3 separate regions of the Mus musculus genome follow, and regions 1 and 2 are each linked to region 3. The links are chromatin contacts, called in public ChIA-PET and HiChIP or PLAC-seq maps. All regions are on one chromosome and are shown on one strand. The core of a region is the stretch at or near the end of the contact, and the rest is flanking DNA. Distances in the headings are between cores, read along the strand shown. Region 1 holds the start of Vps16 (VSP16 CORVET/HOPS core subunit). Region 2 holds the start of Ebf4 (early B cell factor 4). Region 3 holds the start of Cdc25b (cell division cycle 25B).

Evidence for each region. ChIA-PET counts read pairs in DNA pulled down with a chosen protein or histone mark. HiChIP or PLAC-seq counts read pairs in DNA pulled down with a chosen protein or histone mark.
Region 1: an RNA polymerase II ChIA-PET map of memory CD8 T cells shows a contact between it and region 3, with 6 read pairs. The contact joins the promoter of Vps16 here to the promoter of Cdc25b in region 3. A contact is called at or near these places in 1 of 39 promoter capture datasets (pre-B cells) and 1 of 115 datasets of contacts at active chromatin or transcription factors (memory CD8 T cells).
Region 2: a contact with region 3 is called in an H3K27ac HiChIP or PLAC-seq map of embryonic stem cells, with 5 times the contacts expected there. The contact joins the promoter of Ebf4 here to the promoter of Cdc25b in region 3. A contact is called at or near these places in 3 of 39 promoter capture datasets (cranial neural crest, pre-B cells and second pharyngeal arch cranial neural crest) and 1 of 115 datasets of contacts at active chromatin or transcription factors (embryonic stem cells).

The regions. Positions count from the first base shown.
Region 1 is chr2:130,422,924-130,425,623 of GRCm38.p6, reverse strand. Vps16 (VSP16 CORVET/HOPS core subunit) reads right to left here and starts at 1,304. Exons shown (of 24, transcript NM_030559.3): 1 at 1,177-1,304. The coding sequence starts at 1,229. Pced1a (PC-esterase domain containing 1A) reads left to right here and starts at 1,336. Exons shown (of 7, transcript NM_178762.4): 1 at 1,336-2,212. The coding sequence starts at 2,089.
Region 2 is chr2:130,294,659-130,297,358 of GRCm38.p6, reverse strand. It overlaps Ebf4 (early B cell factor 4), which reads right to left and starts at 1,420. Exons shown (of 17, transcript NM_001110513.1): 1 at 1,210-1,420. The coding sequence starts at 1,346.
Region 3 is chr2:131,185,613-131,188,312 of GRCm38.p6, reverse strand. Cdc25b (cell division cycle 25B) reads right to left here and starts at 1,365. Exons shown (of 16, transcript NM_023117.4): 1 at 933-1,365; 2 at 86-207. The coding sequence starts at 1,132.

The DNA.
Region 1 (2,700 bases), core at 55-2,554, 760 kb after region 3:
ACATCAATAAAACATTCTTTACCATTTTGTTGGGTAATGATTAGGTTTTGCTTGTTTCTGTTATTATTTCAAGACAGGGTCTTACTATGTGGCCCTGTCTGGCCTGAGCTATAGAGCAGGGTGGCCTGAATCTCAGAGTGCTGGGATTAAGAGGCGTGGGCCACCAAAGGCTGACCAACTATTAGGTAACAGGCACTAGCCTAAATATGCATGGGAAATAGAAGTATTCTTAGCCTTCAAGAGCTTAGCACGAGAAACTCATACCAACACTGCCCTCGTGTGCCACATATGATAAGACTCTACAACTGGACCTTTGTGAGGCATAAAAGGATTCTACTGTAGGAAAACCAAGCAGGTCCTGAAAGATGAGCAACATTCTTCAGGGTGATAAAGAGGAAAATAGCAATGCCCATAGAAGCGACTATAGAACTGTGCAAACACAAAGCCATGGAATTGCCTGGTGTGATGAGGTCCTGCAATTAATTCTGTGAAGCTGGTACACCCACGGATTGAGGATGATTGAGGTTAAGTTGGAAACCACTCAGAGAGTGACAAATGTAGGCTGACCAATTGATGAGCGCTCCACAAGCAGTTTGTACTTTATATCTTAAAAAGAAATAAAGCCAACGAGACGGTAACCATTGTAATCACGTTACTAGTTTTAGCCTTGAGAAAGACCCACAGCTAAGGGCACTCCAACCCCGGTGAGTTGCCACTGCCTCGGGTTCCTCATTAATAGTGCCCCAAGACTGAAAAGCGGTTCATCCCCTTTTCTCAGCTTTGGTCAGTACTGTCACCCCGCCCGCTGTGGCGATCCCGCCTTCCTGTGAGAGCCCCTGTGGTCCGACTTCAGCAGTTTCCGGAAGGAGACTGGCACTCGCTGTCGCCGCGGGGCGGCCTCCCTCTACGTGATCTAAGCATCCTTCCGGAGGCCAACAGACCTCGGTTTAGGGGTGGCTTCTCAGCTTGCCTCAGTTGGCGCAAAGGAAGGACCAGATTGCTGCCCCTAAAGTGCGTAAAGTGGCAGACGCTCAGGCGAGCCGCCATAGGGACGGACGCCAGCACGCGTAGTGGCCGGGGCGAGCATTGCTGGCTCTGCCGGGAGGCTCAAGCCAGCAGCAGACAAGCAAGGTAAGCTGGGCTGTGGGACGGAAGGTGGGGCGTCGGGCAGCTCACCTGTAAAAGGCAGAGTCCCCGAGTGGATTCCAGTTCGCAGTGTAACAGTCCATGTCTAGTACAGCTGGCGGCAAGAGTCGCCGAGGAAAAACCCGCCTAGCGCAAGCTCAGGCCGCACTTCCGCTTCCGCCCTTCGGGGTCACGTGACGAGGCCGCCTTAGCGGCCATCAGAACTGTGGGCAAGCTACGCTGAGCTATCGTCCTGCCCTCGGCGCGGCGGCCCGAGTGGACCTAGCCCTGGTTTCTGTCCTCCACAGCGGCCAACCTCGCTGCCTTTCTGACTCCTCCGGCGTTGGGGATCGCATAGGGCGGGACACGGGTGACCGAAAGTGGGAGCCATGAGCATCTGAGGCACAGATGCTGGAGGCGTTGGCTGGACCACCGTAGCGCACGCATGGCGAGCGCTGGGCGTCGAGCTGCGTACCTACAGCTAACCTGGGCACCCGGGCTCTGTGGGGCGGGATCTTTGCAGAACCCACCGCTCTCCAGGGGCATGGGATCATTGACTCTAGATCAGGACATCGCTGCCGAGACGCTGTCGCACGGCACCTGGGCCTGCCCTACTGGCCCGTGAATCCCTGGAGCCCCCGAGAGACTTGGTAACTGGCGCGAGCGGACGAATGCGCACGCGCGGGGCCGCCGTTGACACGTGGCAGGGCAAAGGCGTCTCTGCGCGCGCGAAGCGCTGTAGTCTAAGACTACGGCCCAAGTGACCCTTCTTCCCTCCGAGTGTGATAAAGGCTGCTGCCGTGTTGGGATTCGCCTTGCCGCTCCCACTTTCCTCCCCATTACACAGAGCAGCCAGGGAGGGGCCAGCGCGCATGGGTCATCTTGGAACAGACCGGACCTACCTAGAGTCCCTGCCCTCTGTCAGCTTATTGGCCTCTCCCTGCAGCTGGTGTCAGTGGCAGCATGGTCTTCTGTTTGGAAAACGAGATGCCACACCGCCTGCTGGGAAGCGCCATGGTCCACTTCCATGCCTCAGAAGTCCAGCAGCTGCTACACAACAAGTTCGTGGTCATTTTGGGGGACTCCAGTGAGTGACCACTCTAGGATGACATTTCACCGCCCTGTATCTTCAACCTTTTCTTTGTCTGCACGCCACATCTCCATTTCAGACTTCTCCATCTCTTACTCTGTTTCAGGACACTAGACTGCATTTTTTTCTTTTTTAAATTCCCTATGTACCTTCCCTGGGTGCCCCGGCATATCATTTGTGCACTATTTTTTAGCCCATGAGTGTGGCATCTTTATTTGTTGTTGCCCTTCATGATTTTCTTAAAAGGACCTGTGGGCTATGTTGTGTGTTTTCCTAGGGATGGGACCAACTTAATTTTGCCATTTGGTCTTTGGTCGCTGTACATAAGCTAGAGGAGAGGGAAATAGCTGGAAAGAGCAGAGCTAGGGCTTTAAAATCTCGTCTTTTCTTCTCTAAGCCAACCCTCCATAGAGCTGCTGTTGGAGAGTCAATCCCTGGAAAACAAAGGCCTTCATTTGGGAAACTCTGGGAGGGGGTGAGGCCGA
Region 2 (2,700 bases), core at 171-2,670, 890 kb after region 3:
GGGTGGGGGAAGGGCATGGGAAGGAAATAAATATACCAACACACGGAGAGCAAGGAAATACACCAACACACGGAGAGCAAGGAAATATACCAACACATGGAGAACAGTAGTGTTAAAACATCTGTTATTGTGTTTCTATAGTCTCTAGCTAGACCGTTCTAACTAGAGACTCTAACTTACTGGAATCGGCTCATCTGGAATACCCTTTCCTGTCCAGGAGAGATCATTCAACAGAAAGCTCAGCACTCTCTCTTTGAAGACAGATGTGCAAAAATACTGCACCCCTTCGTCCAGAAAACACTCTCTGTCTAGTACTGGGTGAGGCTGGGAAGCACCACAAGTGATACCTGATCAAGTCTGGGTGTGTGGATGGGAGTGATGTGCCAGCCCTGGTCTGCTTCGACACCCTTCAGATACTGGACAGAAGCTATTTAAAACTTGAAGAGCCAGTGCCTACCCTGTCCTGGATGTCCGCAGGGACACCTACTTAGCGTGAGGCACCGTGAGCATCTGATCAGACGTATAACCTCCAGTCCATGTTGTATAATGAGAGGGAGTGTTACAGAGACCAGGTTCCAGCTGCTGCCGTGACTGAGTTAACAAGCTTTCAAAGTCCCCATCCAAATTCTGGTGTCCATTCCTTACAGAAGTCTCCTGTCTAGTCCCCTATGCCTCCCCCTGAAAAGTAACCAGAGCCGATTCTGCTAATTCCCAAGAGCTTCCAGTCTCCTTCAGGTTCTAACCAAAACCACTCAGACGGAGGAGTCCAGCCTCATTCTCAGCCCCAATCAGTTCAGCAAGGCTAACTGCCCACTGGCTAAGCCTCTCTTCAGCCCCACCCACATCTCTGGTTCTGTACACCACAGAGTTTCTTGCCTTTCTTGTTGGGTAGCCACGGAACTGGACAAGTGGAACGGTAGAGACTGCACAGGAAGAAGGGGCTGTACATCTCTAGATGACTAGTAACTGTGGGCCATGGCTCCAGGTGTGCGGGAGGAGGCGACACCACCTCCAGAACCCTGGACCCTAGTGAGCAACCCGCCCCATATCCTCAGGAAGAAGTCAAACTCACACAGGGTGAACAGGAGACTTCGTCGGGACAGTCAAGAGTTAGGACTCCCTCCACCCCTCGCTCCAGTAGCTAGGCGTGCAGGACGAAGGCGACACTAAGCGGTCCAACCAGCGTGCTAGTTCGGGTGGAGCGCTTACCTCTGCGCCGCGGTGTTGGAGTCCAGGATGCCCGCGCTCTGCATCCAGGAGCGCACCGAGCCCAGGCTGGAGGGCAGCAGCGGCTCCTCTTTCAGATGGAGCCCACCGCGGGGCAGAGCGTCCTGTGCGGGGAACATAAGGACCCGCAGTTCGTGGGCGCCCCCAACTGCCAGGGATCCCGTCCCGCCGAGGCTGTGGGCGTCTCAGCTCAGCCCGACCCGACGGCACCAGGAGCCTCCAGGAGCGCAGCGCTGCACGGAGTCCCGGCGCCTCAGTGCCGCTCGCCTCGCGGGTGCTTTCTCAGAGAAAACGGGTCCCCGGGCGCCGGCGCTGTCCCCTCCCCTCCCGGGGCGCGGGGCGGGGAGATGGAGGGATTCCCCCGCGGCCTGAGAGCCAGTGAACAGACTGAGAGCGGAGCCCGCACCGGCTCCGCACGGAGGCGCCCCAGAGGCGCGCTCTGGCGGCTGCCCAGCGCGGCGGTCGTCGGAGGGGGGGGCGAGCGCCCCGCGAGGTGCCCGCCCTCCCCCCACCCGGGTCTCTCCCCCGCCCGCCCGCGGCGCCCGCGCGGGGCGCTGATTACCATCCGAGAGGGGGAGGCTGCGGCCGTGGAGGTCGGCGGCGGCGACGGTGGTGGCCGGGGCGGCAGCAACAGCAGCAGACGCGCGTCCCGTGGAAAAGCAGGGCCGGCGCCGGGCCAGCAGACGCAGCCGCCGCCAGGCCCCCGAGTGCCCCGGCGCCCCGGGCCTGCCGCTGCCCCGGGCGGCAGCACCTGCAGCAGGAGCAGCAGCAGACCGGCCGAGTCCCCCCGGGGCCCGGTCCCCGCGCCTCCCCGCCGCGGCCGCCGCCGCCCGCCGCTCCCCGGGGCCTGGCCGCGGGCCCTGGCCATCCCGCCGCCGCCGCCGCTCCCTGGGGAGCGGGAGCCGTAGGGAGGGAGCACGGGCAAGAGGAGGGCTGTCGCAAGCGGGTGGGCCCAGGGGACTCGGGGCCAGGGGAGGCGGGGGCGGGGCGCGAGGCCGGCCGAGGGGCGGCCAGGGACGTGACATCATCGGGGGAGGAGCGGCCGGGCTGGGGCCGCGGCGGCGGGGCGGACCCTGACGAGTCCGTAGCCGGGCTGGGGGCCACGGCCTCGGTGGAGGGGCGCCGGGAAGCTGGCCCAGGCCAGGGAAGATGGGGAAAGGATGGGCTGGGGGCTGCGCGGCGAGGAAGCCCGGCCTAAGCAGGGCAGCTCGTCCACACCACGCTGGGGAATCACCACGGCCTCCCCGTCGCCACCAGACGAAGCTCCAGCATCTTTGTGGTCCCATCTTCTTCTCCTAAGTATGCGCCGCCCTCTCCTCAGCCAACGCTTGATTCTAGGAGTCGCTGCACCCTTGGTGCCACTTGACCTCGGCTTAACCTCCGCGCCTTAGCGCTTAAGGGTCTCTCACCTTGTGGTGAAGATGCGGCCCCAGGCAAGCTGAGCTACCCGAGTCCTGCACCTCCCATTCTTGT
Region 3 (2,700 bases), core at 116-2,615:
TCTCGGATCTCTTCTGGTGGTGGTGGTGGTGGTGGTGGTGGTGGTGGTGGTGTGTGGGACCCCTACTAGGGGCCCTGGACCTTACCTGCATCCGAAGATTCTGAGGACTCAGATGACAGGGAGCACTCAGAGGTGCGCCTGGACAGGGATAGGTCTGCCAGCCTGTTCTGGAACGACAGGCTTCCTACTTGAGCTTTTGGAGGCTCACTAGGAAAGGAGAAGAGGCACAGAGGAGGAGAAAAAGAAATGGATGTTGGATTTGGAAGCTGATGGGTCCATGCTCCCATGTATTCCCTAACTATGACAGGCCCATTATCACGGAGAGGTGATCCTAGGACTAGCCTGTATCTCAGGTCAAAGATTTTCATTCCACTGAGGCCCAGGAGCGTCTTCTCTGGTTTGACTGGTTCAGGAAAGACCCTTCTAAGGGTCTGGAAGAGCGAGGAGGATGGGCAGGAGACAGTCCAGAAGCTCTGTAGACCATTCTCCTGCTTGTCACATCCTCACCTATCCAGCGTTTTCCTGGAGGCAACAGCTAAGCAAGACCTGGCTTTCTAGTGCAGCTGGACCACCCACCTGGGACCCCACAGGCACGGTTAAGGAGGTGGTCAGTCTTTTGTCAGTTTAAGCCTTAGGCAGATACTGGGTGCTTTCAAAGAGCAGGGCACAACCTTTTAAGACCCACTTCTATGCCAACCTCATGGTCCTCTGCCTAAGGATAGTGTGCAGGAGGCACAATGAAGGAGCAGTGAGGTAAATGATCCTTAGACGTTCATATCGAGGGTGTAAGTCGCATAGAGCACACTCGTCCCATGTCACTGAAACAAGGCTAAAGGGGTTGGAGTTCTGCACTTCTAAGCTCTGGTGCCTAGTCTCTCCTGATCCGGGCCTCCCATTCCACTACCACACCCAGCTCCCTTGGGGCATCCTACCTGCCGAGCCCAGCGAGGTTGTGCATGGTCTGTGTAAGAGTGGTAACCGGAGAGGAGGAAGCTGTAGGCTCCGGAGACCCCAGGAAGCCATCAGACTCAAACTCAAAGACCGAGAGGTGGCGCGGCCGCTGAATGCCACCCAGCACGCGGGCAGGACTGAGAGCTGAACCCGGCGCAGACTTCTGCAGGGGTACCTCCATCGTGGCGGGGCGGGCAAAGGCTAGCTAGAGGGCCACAGTACAGCGGCCAGCAGACGCCGACCCAGCTGGCTCAGCTCCGAGAGTGAGCCTGGGGTGAGGGGAAGGAGGGAGGGAAGGGAGGGAGGAAGAGCAATGGGCCTGGGAGTGAGGAGAGGGATGTGGGGAGGAAGGGAGGGGAGGACGCCGAGCTGGGCAGCTGCCACCTCCACCTCCTTATATATTCGAAAAATAACAGCGGCAGCGCCGCCAGACGCCACCAATGGGGGCGCCGGTTCCGGGAGGGCGGGACCAAGGGCGGGGCTGAGGCTGAGGCTGGACCAGCTACTTCTGCTCGCCTGGCTTCTTAGGGTGACTCGGGGAGTTGGGTTAACCCCCTGCCCCACACGTACCGCCCCGGCCCCGCCCGCTCCCATTGACGCGAGAATCCTGGGCCTCCAGGATATTGCCTCCTGGAACAGGGTTTGGAGGTGGGAGCAGCCCTCTACCCTCAGAGGGAGTAGTCATCCCCTAAGGTGGCCTCATAAGGAGCCCTCAACGTTTACCATCATGCACGTTCATCAGTAAGGGACGGTGCGACGCTCTGCTTGAGCCCAGGACGTTTGCCAAGTATGCTGTGAGCACTGCGTTCCCTGTCCAGTTCACAGACCCCAGCGTTGAAAAGCTCTTTAACTCGTTTAAGGTCACAGGTTCGGTTGAGTGGCAGAGACATAGAAGCTCCCTCAGGGACTCCGCTGATGGTGCAGCCTCCTGTCATCGCCCCTGGACCTCACAGAGCAGCTGCAGTCGTTTGCTGGCAGCCCTTTGCGAGGCACAGTGGAACTGCTGGGTTCTGGGGCACCAGAGTTTAGATGTGACCCCACTGAGCCTATTCTCCTGAGAATTAGACGCTTAGATTTAGGCAATGATTTCTGCAACACACAGTTGGGACATGCCACCAGAGAACCCAACTAGGGGGAAAAAAATCTCACACCCACTTGGCTAATTTGGGGTTAATAGCACCATATTTAGTGTTTCTTTGAAGGTGAAAGAGGCTGAATTTGCTATTAGTTTACAATGAGCGTTTTCTAATGACCTAATCACCTTGCAGCTGAGTCTGTTTTCCTGGAATGAGCTGGGAAGGACCTAGTGGGCAGTTGAGAACTTTTTCAAATTCTGCAGTGAAGGTGTGGCTTCTGGGACGGGTTGTGGGGTGCAGTACAGGATGTAGGAGCTGAGAGCAGCCTTCACTGTTTTAACCACCACCAGGTAGGGATGGCAAAAGGGTAATGAAGGGTAGGGATGGGGTCTAAGAGGTTCAGCTGTGTGTGAAGGAGGACGACACTAGCCACACCTGAGTGCAGTGACCAAAGTAGGAGCCATGACCGCTCTTTTCTTTCAACATTTTGCCCAGTTCCTGTGCTATGTTAGGAACTTATATACTGCTATTGGGGACCCATTTCTTATTCCTGTCAAAGGACAAGGTCCAGACCTACAGCCCTTAGTGCCAGCACAGGGAGAGAAATGTGACCCCACAAGGTCTTCCATTCCAAAGACCTGGAATAAAATCGCTCTGAGGATTGTATTTTCAA